Regions from separate parts of the Zea mays genome. Here region 2 is linked to region 1. The links are chromatin contacts, called in public Hi-C maps. All regions are on one chromosome and are shown on one strand. Each heading gives the region's core, a stretch centred on a gene start, on an enhancer-like site or on the middle of the called end of the contact. The rest is flanking DNA. Distances are from core to core; before and after follow the strand shown. Region 1 holds the start of LOC100191147 (Putative MAPKKK family protein kinase). Region 2 holds the start of LOC100384408 (OSJNBa0006B20.20-like protein).

What was found. A called contact is a pair of places that touch in the nucleus more often than the background predicts.
Region 2: a Hi-C map of leaf mesophyll shows a contact between it and region 1, with 3 times the contacts expected there. The contact joins the promoter of LOC100384408 here to the promoter of LOC100191147 in region 1. A contact is called at or near these places in 5 of 25 Hi-C or Micro-C datasets (bundle sheath, leaf, leaf mesophyll and 1 more).

Annotation. Positions count from the first base shown.
Region 1 is chr10:120,451,338-120,456,894 of Zm-B73-REFERENCE-NAM-5.0, reverse strand. It overlaps LOC100191147 (Putative MAPKKK family protein kinase), which reads left to right and starts at 1,834. Exons shown (of 11, transcript NM_001358426.1): 1 at 1,834-2,461; 2 at 3,188-3,811; 3 at 3,995-4,082; 4 at 4,198-4,260; 5 at 4,987-5,147; 6 at 5,239-5,314. The coding sequence starts at 2,055.
Region 2 is chr10:120,611,579-120,617,080 of Zm-B73-REFERENCE-NAM-5.0, reverse strand. It overlaps LOC100384408 (OSJNBa0006B20.20-like protein), which reads right to left and starts at 2,495. Exons shown (of 3, transcript NM_001176950.1): 1 at 1,406-2,495; 2 at 707-831; 3 at 6-551. The coding sequence starts at 1,982. The coding sequence ends at 231. It also overlaps the pseudogene LOC109942904.

The DNA of each region.
Region 1 (5,557 bases), core at 585-3,084:
AAGATTGAATTTTAAATTCTAATAACATAAAATAAACATTTGAGCCTATAGTAAAATATCTTAAAATAAAAATTATCAGACAAAAAACCTGCGTATCACGTTAAGCTCTACAATTTCGATATAACTTTTATATTTATAAGACTTCATATGAAAAAAAATATATTTTCTGGTATAGAAGGAGAGAGACCAATTGATAGGCGGGCTATTATGCTATGTTAGGGCCTCTTCCTTTTAATATCAATCCATATGAATTATGAGGAATTAAGTGAGTTTAAATTCCTAGCAAATCAAAATTCTTTCTAATTTCTTTCTACCATATCTAATTCATATGGAATAGAAATAATCGAAGCCTGAGCAGATTCACCCAAAAAAAACATTTCGAAAACATCACGAGGATATTTGTCCGATTTTAGGGGGTCTTCCAGATTCGACGATTAGTTCACGGCTGAATTGGACTTTACTATAAAAAAGGCAGAGCAAATAACATTATTCTAACACTATACATTTTTTTGTAGTGGATGCGATTGCTACCAACATGCATGATGTGATGCCATAATTGAGGTAGGTAAGGCTATTCCTAATTCATACTATCATACACATTTAAAATACGTCATATAAACATTTTTGAAAAAAGAGTTAAGGGAATAAAGTTGTATATTGAGAAAGATACTATTTGAGCACGAGATCATATACATTAAAATTTTAATCATCCAAGTGACTCACATCTCATACTCTCACATATACTAGCATTTAATATTCTATCTCGGATAAAAAAAGTAATCTATAATACCCCTCCGTTCTTCTTTTAAAGGGCCACCGATGATGGCAAACAGTATGTAAGAAAATGACTAAAGAGCAAAGGGATAAAATTAAGACCATGTTAGGAACATCTAGAGCTAATAAGTACATGCTAAAACTATATGTAGAAGTCTAAATACCCCTAGCTAATATACATTAGCTGACTCAACTCAACTAACAATTTGCTAGACGGTCAATTATTAGCTTTAAAGGTTTTAAACGGGACCTAAATGTAGTCATTATCCATGAGCATCTGACATCTGTGTAAGCAATCCCTCGCCTAAACCAAAAAAGGACCTCTCGTGGTGGATGAGCTGTATATACTATCATCTAATGGATACAAATGTTTCCTAAGCATCCATCCTTTCCTTCCTCTTTGATAGCAAGCGACATGACAAGACAAGACAAGCAGTTTTCTTCCATGCCATTCGTGCCCGATATCCCTTGCCTACCGATCCTTGCTTTTTTGTGGAAAAGAAAAAAATTGGAAAAACAAGTACAGTATATACACAGAGAGAGAATCCGCCAAGTAATCGCCTGCCACGACAGCAGGGTCCTGCCGGGCCGACCGTCAAGCATCCTGCGCGCCAAACCCGGGCGCGAAGATTCCACCATCATCGGCGCGCCACACACACCGCACCACCATCTGCGAAGATTCCATTCCCTTCCGCACGCGAGAAAGGGAAGACGGAAAAAAGAAATCGCGCGCACGGGCGCGGCCCCAGCTGCAGCCGCCCGAGCAGGCCGCCGAACGCACAAGCCCCGGCCCGGCCAGGACGGCGCGCTGACACCGGGACCCGCCCGCCAGGGCCCCGCGGCGCGGAGTCGCCGTCGCCGCAGCTGCCACCCACCTGCGTGCAGTAAACTCGCGTAGGCGAGCGCGTGTGTGCCTGCCTGCGTGCAGTAAACTCGCGTAGGGCCGTAGGCGAGCGCGCGCACACACGCGTACTCCTCCTACACTACCCTCTCCACCACTTCCGCACCATTTCTTTATAAGAAAAAAAAGAAATCGAAAAATATCTCCCCCGTTCGTATCTCTCTCTCCCTTCACCTAAAGCGAGGCGCCGTCGGCTTCTGCTCCTTACCTCGCGCCTTCCTCGCGCGGCGCGCCTCGCCCTCGCCCTCTCCCTCTCCCTCTCTCCTCCCCCACCCTTCCTCTCCCTCCATCTCTCCGCGGCAGTTCGAGCTTGGCGGGGGAACCGTACCCGGCAAGCGCGCGGACGCCCCCCCGGGTGGGGGCGACAGCCAGCGGCGCGATGCCCGCGTGGTGGCCCCGCAGCAAGCTGAGGTCTAGGTCGAAGGCCAAGCCGGGCGCAGGGTCCGTCTCCGCAGCTTCGTCCCCGCGCAAGTCCGCGGACCTCGAGTCGCCCTCCCCGTCCCCGTCGCCGACGCCGACGCCGCGGGACAGGAAGGCGCACAGCCTCGACTTCCCCGGCGCGGCCGCCGCGCGCGGCCGGCCAGCCGGCGCCGCGCCGGGGCATGGGTCGGTAGGGTACAAGCTCCCGACGCCGGTGGAGGCGGTGGAGCCTGTCGGGACTCTGTACGAGGTGGTGCTGGCGGCGGCGGCGGCCGCCGCTGCCGGTGACGGCTGCTCGTCCGCGGAGGAGTCTAGCGTGTGCTCGGCCGCGTCGTTGGACGAGCCGCACTACCAACATGGGTTTAGGTGAGTGACTCGTCGCGGAATGGTTGGTGCCTTAATATGGCCCAATCATCAGTTCCGAATTTGCCGCAGCCTGGTTGTCACTAGAATTTCCCCATTTGGCTGCAATAACTACAATTGAATTGCCTGGTGCTCTGATCAAATTTGGGGGGAGTCGAGTGCCTAGAGATAGGTTGATCTGCAGGTTTGCTTTATTGTCTTCCCCTCAATTTGGTGTGCGACGTATTTAGGGGGTTTGAGTCAAGGGCAGAGTTAGAGTGAACTGTGAGGATTCATCACACCAAATGCACCAGTTGACCTTTTTTTAGGTCGTTCCAGTTCGACAATCCTGGTCATCTCTTCCTCTCCCTCTCCCTCTCGCTTTGGTAAACATAGAATGAGGACTGGAGAGATCAGGGCTTCAGGAGACCAAGGCGTGTGAATTGTTGACAAAAATAATAAAAGTACAATTACAGTAATAACGAGTGAACAGCCATGTCTTCACTGCATCATCTGTTCGAAACCAGAGCTATCAACCTTTGAGTGCAGGTTAACGGTTTTCTTTTGGGTGATTCCCTGTTTATCCTTGCAGGATATAATGCACATGGGTTAGTCTATCTCTTCTTTTGCACTCAGATATATCTGGGGATTTCTCCACTATGCCTGTTTAAATAAGTACATTATTTGGAAGCCTTTTATTGGCATGTTGATATGTTGTCTCATGTTTACTGCTTGCTTTGTAATTTCTAGGCCCATGGATCCGGCTGCTTTTGCGAGGGAAAGAAATATGCCTTCTGATTCAGATAGGATCTTAAATGAAGACAAGTGTTTCATGTCTTGTAGTATGCCACGGGAGCATCAGAAGTTCTTTGATGTTCCTGCGGCTAGTGTTAGAGAACTTCATTTGCAAAGTGATGCACCTTCAACGAGTGAAGCCAATTGTTCACGTGGAAGAATGATATCTGGAGATCTTTTTGCTCCAAGAACAAGGAGTCTCTCTCCTATCCCAAAAGGCCATGCATTCGCTGTGAGCAATGGAAATTCTAGAGAATTTGGTTTCAGCCCGAGGTCACCAGTAAGAAAGATGGATGGTTTGAGGAGCCCACCACATCCCTTGCCTCTTCCTCCAGCTTCTGGTGCATGCTCGCCTCTTCATCCAGCTTCTGGTGCATGCTCGCCTCTTCATCCAGCTTCTGGTGCTTGCTCACCTCTTCTTCCAACCCACAGTTTTTGCTCGCCTCTTCCTTCGTCTCCCAGTTCCTGCCCACCTCTTCCTGCATCTCCCACTAACTGCTCACAGTCCCAGTCACAATGGAAGAAAGGGAAATTGCTAGGGAGTGGTACATTTGGTCAGGTTTACCTTGGATTTAACAGGTATCACATTTTGCCCCCCTCCCCCTTTACATTACAGAAACTTTGCGACATCTAGTGGAAGTTGATGCATTAGAATTGCACCTCATGCTACAGTTATACAATAGAGATATGGCAGTGCAAATAAACTGACATATTCAATTGCATTACAAGATATCCTTACTTCGTGATTGTTCAACAATGCAGTGAAAATGGGCAGTTTTGTGCGATTAAGGAGGTTCAAGTTATTATGGATGATCCACATTCGAAGGAACGACTCAAACAATTAAACCAGGTACTTGCTGGTGTTGTCTTACTTAGTTGGCTTGGTTTGCCATCTCATGAATGTTAAGTATTTTTTGTCTCTTGTTTCATTGACTGATCCACATGATTAATTTTGGCATTGGCAGGAAATAGATATGCTTAGACAACTCTCCCACCCAAACATAGTGCAGTACCATGGAAGTGAGCTGGCAAGTTCTATGTCATAAACCATTTCAGTTACCTCTGCAGCAATTTAGTTTCAATACTTGTTTTCCCTATCGTGTTTTTTATTCCATACATGTATTGTCTGATGTGATATGGTTTCTTTTGTGAGCTAGTGGTAAGTTGTTATCAATTTAGTGAGATTGCATAGGTAACTTATATAGTGTACTTGATTGGCTATTCTAGGAAAAGGGGTTGGAGCATTCATGCACAAAAAAAGATTACTCAGTTACAAGGGCTTCATCACTTTTTGAACTTAACATGTCAAAGAAAGATCTGGCATTGTATAGATATATGATGGCAACAAATTCTGAGCTCCAATGCATGTGACTGTATATAGTGACCTAAAGAATATGGAATCCATTCAGTGGTTTGGGAAGTATTAGGTATTAGGAGTTGCAGAAATTAGCAAAATTTCTACTGTTTATGTGAGCCATTACAGTATCACACTTTTTGTGCATACATACATGGATGGTTTTGGTAGCGATAGATGGCAGGGGGTAGTATGCACTAAGTATCGTTCGATTGTTTTCTTTTGCTGTTGTTTTGACTTATTTGCATTTCCTTCTATATTCTATTATTTGTCCACCTCAGGGGTTTATTTTGTGGTTCTAGTATCATAGTAATCAATGCTCATCAGCTTTTATTGGTGTTGCATTACAACATACTTGGTCATGCTTACACTTTCTAATCGTACATGTTTCTGTACGCAGAGTGATGAATCACTTTCCATTTGTCTTGAGTATGTTTCGGGGGGTTCAATCCACAAATTATTAAGAGAATATGGCTCTTTTAAGGAACCTGTGATTCGTAATTACACTGGGCAAATTCTTGCTGGCCTTGCCTACTTACATGGGCGGAACACTGTCCACAGGTTGTTTTGTTGTCTAAAACTGTCTTCTCATTCCATAGGTATAGTCATATAGCACAGAATGCAATAATCATGTCATACTTTTTTTTGGCAGAGATATCAAAGGAGCAAACATACTCGTGGGTCCTAATGGTGAAGTCAAGCTGGCTGACTTTGGCATGGCTAAGCATGTATGCAGTGTTTACTTTCTGACCCTCTCTGTCTATCTGCCTGTGTTTAACGCTTTCAGTTATCATAATATTTAATATTTGTTGGACTTTTAAAGTCAACTACTGTGTTTTTGTCTGAGTGCTCTCCACTTTGTATGACACACGGCAGTCATTTTTGCTTGTAGACCCTGGAAATTCGCTGAGGAATACTTATATGTATCTGAGTACTATACAGTTTCAAATCTCAGTTGAAGTAGTTCGAAA
Region 2 (5,502 bases), core at 1,246-3,745, 160 kb before region 1:
GCATTGCACCACAGAATAAGGCGGAGTACGTGTAAAAATAAAATCACAAGTTTGAATTGTGAGTAAAGACAGTAGCCAAGTCATCGAGAAGAAACAAAAAGGTTAAAAATCCATATGTTGATAGTGTAACATATACTCTCCCTCAATTCAGAACAAGGTCAGTGCAAGGCTGCTGGACATCGTGAAGTGGCAGTGGGGAGCTCCATCCAAGGCTGATGTACATTACACTACTACTCAGTCCAAGGGAGGTGCCCAGAGTAAGGCACCGGGCCACAATAGGAGAACAGACCCTTCAGCTCTGGGCAACCGGCAGGGTATGGAATGGTTCGGTGGAACGGGTCCCGCTTCAGCCTCTTTACATGAAGAGATCCTAGACATCCATACGGGTCTTCAAGGAACTGAGCTCGGACAGCTGCTTCGCCTTTCAGAGCAGCCTCCCTTGCAGAAGGCGTAGCTGGTGTACCTGAGAAGAAGAACCTTCCTTCCGGGAATCCGAGTGCGGTTCTGTGCAGTTGTGCAAAACGTTCCTCCTTGAAATCGTAGCTAACAACCTAAGGAACAGACGTTCAAGTGTGCCGATTAGGGAATGGCGATAACCAGAACTCGAAGAGCTTGGATTCAAAGTTCAGAAGATCTACATCCATTGTTATACTGGTATGAACAAGTAAACAGTTGATTCAAAGTTTTCAAAAGAAGCAAAGCTTACAGTTATGTTCTGTGGGTATCTTCCAGTTAGCTCTCTGAAACGGCACACACTAAATAGGAGGTTTTCAAAACTATCTCGTGCATGCTCCTCGGTGAGTGCTCGGCTTCTTACACCCTCATCATTTCCTGTGCATGTCCACACAATCGGTTAGAAGACTGTCAAGGACAAGTGGACAACTGGGAAATCATTCAGTGTTATAGAAAATGAAAGAACATCAAGATGTAGCTGCAAGCATGAATAAGGTTTAACTACCACACTGATGAGTGATGACAGTGAGAAAGCTAAAAAATATTAACCATCAGGAACATTAACTTGTTTGAGCATGCAGAGATGGAAATGTGCATTGAAGTATATATTTTGACATAACCAGAAACCAGCATTTTAGGGCTTGCCTATCGGTAGTGCCTTACAGAAACATAATATGATTTTTGAATTGAGAATAAATGAAGAACCACAAGTGACTATTTGAAATTTTGAATCACCCACTCTCAATTCTAAATCACTATCCTATGAATACATAGCCCCAAAGACAAGCTTGTTTGTTTTGCATTTTACTAGAGCAGCTGATGGGTAGCATTTAGCAGTCATAAGTAACTGCACGACCTATCCTAACTTCGACTAGAGCAACAGAGACTCACGATGACACAAATCTTACTAAAGTACATCAACCAAGAAATAATGAAGTTGCCGAAAACTCACCGAACCATCCTTTCGACTCGGCAATAGCCCAGTAGCTCTGTGCCTCACTCCTCGGGCCAGCATCTCTCCTCGTCTCCCCGCCGCTGAACAACAGGAGTGCCCCCTCATCCCTCGCCGCGATCCCCACCCCCTCCTTGATGTGAGCCAGGAAGGTGGCCGCCTGTCCAGCGTGCTTCTGGTACGGCTCCAAGAACCAGGAATTCTCACTCTCGGTCTCCCCGCATCTTGAGCTCGTATAGATCGAATGCCCAGCCACCATGACAAGGTTCCGGAGCATTGGCAATGGATAATCCCCACCGTCACTGGACCACGCACTGACGCTCCTCATCGTCCTGAACCGGGTCTCGTACACGGAGAGGAGGATGAGCACGCTGAGCCCGAAGGAGAGGAGGATGAGGGCGACGGCCACGGGGTGCGCCTCGTAGAAGTAGCGGATCCTCATGACGATCGAGGTCTCGAGGTGAGGGTTCTTGGGCTTGCGGCCCTTGCGTGGGGACCCGGACTCGAGATCGAAGTCGCCGCCTCTGGGGTAGCGGAAGGACTTGGGGCTCCCCGCACCGAATCCCTGGCTGCTCATCGCGCTCTCAAGAAGTTAGCCTCTCACACTACATCACTTGGGGCACCAAATCAAGGCTGTTCTTCGCGGCTCGCTGAACTGAGACGAAGGCCAGATCCAAAGCCTGGGGGGTCGAGAAGATGCAGATGCTGTTTAGAACCAAGTCAGAACCCCCGAGTATCGTGCGAACTGCGAGCCACGCGAGTAATCGATCCCCCCAAGGAGACAGCCTGCGGAGATGAGAAATCGGCGCCAAGCAGCACGATTACGGATTAAAACCGAGAGAGTGCTCCAGTGATCTCGGAACTAGAGACCCCACCTTTCTGATGAGCCGCCGGGAACAAATCGGCGAGGAGCCGCGCGCCGTGTCGGGTCTGCAGAGGCGAATGGTAATTGGCGGCGAGTCGGCGACGCGGCCCGGCAGGATGGGCGATGAGGGCGTGGCCGGGCTGCGCTACTGGGGGAGGGCGACGTTGCTCCGTGCTCGGTCGTGTCCTGGCTGTGCGCCTGCGCGCGCACCGGTCGGGACTCGGGGTCGACGCGACTGGCGACCGGGAGGGGAGACGCTGCTTCACCTTCCTTCGCCAACTCACCATTCATAACCGACTTCTTTGGTTTATTGCCTCACTTGTCAAGATTTGTCATGAGTAAGGCTAGGTAAAGTTAGATATATGTTTGTTTTAAAATCATAGTTGTGGCAACATTTTTCTCCTACTACGTAGGTTTCATTCGTCAATGACTTTTAAAACTATGATAAACTTCTCTTAGACATGACAAACTGTGGCGTTGAATTTAAGCGCTTAACCTTAATTATCTTAGACAAGTGTGACATAAAAATGTATGGTAATTTAAAGTTAGATATGTGTTTGGTTTAAAATAATAGTTGTGGCAAGATTTTTCTCCTGCTACGTAGGTCTCACTCTCACTCGTCATTAACTTGTAAAAGTATAGCAAAATTCTCTTAGACATGATAAACTGTGGCGCTGGATTTGAGCGTCTAACCTTAATTATCTTAGGCAAGTGTGGCATAAAAATGTATGGTAATTTTTAGCAACTTAGGTATAAAACAAAAGGCCCATGGTCCGATGGACCGTCCTCAGCCCGCCATGTCTCTCAGGGCATGTACAAATAATACAACTTTGCGACGTCTAAGATTATAGGTGGTAACGGGCTCTAAATTTTGTACAGAAAAATTTTAAGTATCAAATCTGATTAGAATCGGGTTCTATTCCTATTTATTTTTGAACTAAAATCTATTAAAGATCCTGACTTATTATGAAAAAAAATATTTGAATCATGATCTATTACCACTCATATCTATCTAAGATACACTATAGTATAATATCTGAGAAGAGTTTCATGTTAAATGCAACACAACTTTTGATATTAAAAATCCTAAACAATATATGATCTATTGTGTACATAAACTTTGTAGATGGCCAACCTTAGCGTCGTGGGTCGTCAGGCACGCACACATGGGGCATGACTGCTTGCACTACTGGAACAACCTGCTTTGCCGAGATTGGAAAACACTTGGCAAACTCTTTGCCGAGTGTGACTCTCGACAAAGAAGTCTCGACGAGCTGTATATTGGCAATGGCTTCTTCGCCGAGTACTTTTTGTCGGGAGAGTGCCACCAGGTACTCGGCAAAGAAAAGTCGCCATCACGACGCTAAGTGACGGTGACGAAGCCTTTGTCGAGTGTTCTCCTTGATACTCGACAAAGGCTCCCTCTTTGTCGAGTGCCTGCTGGTCTAGTACTCGGCAAAAAAGGCCCCGTGGGCTCCTTTGCCAATCTCTTTGTCGAGTGCTTCAAGAGGCACTCGGCAAAGACTCCCAGCGCTCGACAAAAGGAGCACCAGTGGGCCCCTTTGACAGGCCATTTGTCGAGTGCTCTAGAAGGCACTCGACAAAGAAGCTTTATCGGTTCTCAGGTGTGCCTTCTTTGCCGAGTGCTATGGTCACGACACTCGGCAAAGAGCCTTTTGCCGAGTGTAACACTCGACAAAGTGACCAAAACCCCTTTTTATTTGTTTTTACTATTCCATCTAAACAAACAAAACATATATCACATAATCATCACATATACATCACAGAGCTCACAAAATCATCACATACATCAAACACGCGACATAGCTCACAAATATCACATGTTTCTTCACAAAGACCACAAAGTCACAAGCATCACAAAATAGTTCACAACACTAACAAGTAATCACATAAATGAGTCCACAAACATCCAATATATGCCATAAATATGTCTCACAACTAAGTTTAGAAGAACATCAGCGAGGTGGGCAGCTGGATTGGTTCGACGATGGGCTGGACAATCCATGAGGGTTGTTTGATGTCGCAGATTGTCCCTACATAGAGAAGAGATTACATTTGTGAGATCAGATGAATATATATCATGCAGGACTAAAATTTTGATACTCACAGGAGTATGAAACTGAGCAAGGTCAGCTGGAGGGAATAATAGAGGTGGTGGAGCAAAACCCTGTGCGACGCCAAGGCTCTGCATGTACTGGAACATCTTCGCCATCCTCTACTGATCCACCAAGCGAGCCGCACGCTCCGCCCTCATACTCACCTCCATCTCCATTTGTTCCCTCCTCTCTTCTAGCTAGGCCTGTAATTTTTTACCCTAATGTTATAATAATGCAAAGAGAAGGTATATAACTCAATGAATGACGAGTTACAGAAGCACTAACCTGGAGTTCCTGGATACGATGCTGTGAATTGTCCTGCCGAGATCGTATGGCTGGGCTCGCGCTCGTGCTCCTTGCTCGCACCTGAGATAGGGTGGGGTGGAGGACAAGTCGATTGCCTCGTCGACAATCCAGTACTGCACATGCATCTTGCCTCCTCTGACCCTCATGAGAACATCTCCGTCGATGTCCTCGGTCCTCGGATCGTAATTTGGCATGAACTTGTTGTACTATGGCAGTGTACTCACTGAGGCGGTTGTAGACGGTGGGGTTACTATACGCCTCGGGCCCGTCCTCCGAGTTGTAGGTGATGTCGGACGTCGCCTTACCCTTATGGGCCATATCATACGCCGAGAAGATGGAGCAAGGCTGGCCACCATGTGACGCCGACTGCGAGAAAACCAACGAGATGGTTAGAAATCATGCCTAATCGAAAGTTAGACTAATTTAAAGAGAGTGCGTACCCATGCTTATGTGTATTTGCCGAGGCTGCGACTGCCTTGGTAGTGGGAGGGACCTTGTATCATCAAACATTGTTCCTAGCTAGCGTTGTGCGCCTCCTCCCACTCAGACGAGCACCACCTTTGCACCATCTGCTCCCAACAATAAGGATGTGTGGCGCACCAATAAGGAACCATCTACAAAAAATCAAGTACACGACATATCAGAAGATAAAATTAACCGTATTTAATATCAATATTTGTTGGCGTTTCGGACCCGCGAGGACCGTTAACCGACTAGTAAATTTGTTGCTGCGTGTCCCTGCCAGATGGGTTGATGCAAGATGGAACACAAGAGGGAAATGAGGCTTATGTTATCTTGCACCGGGGTGC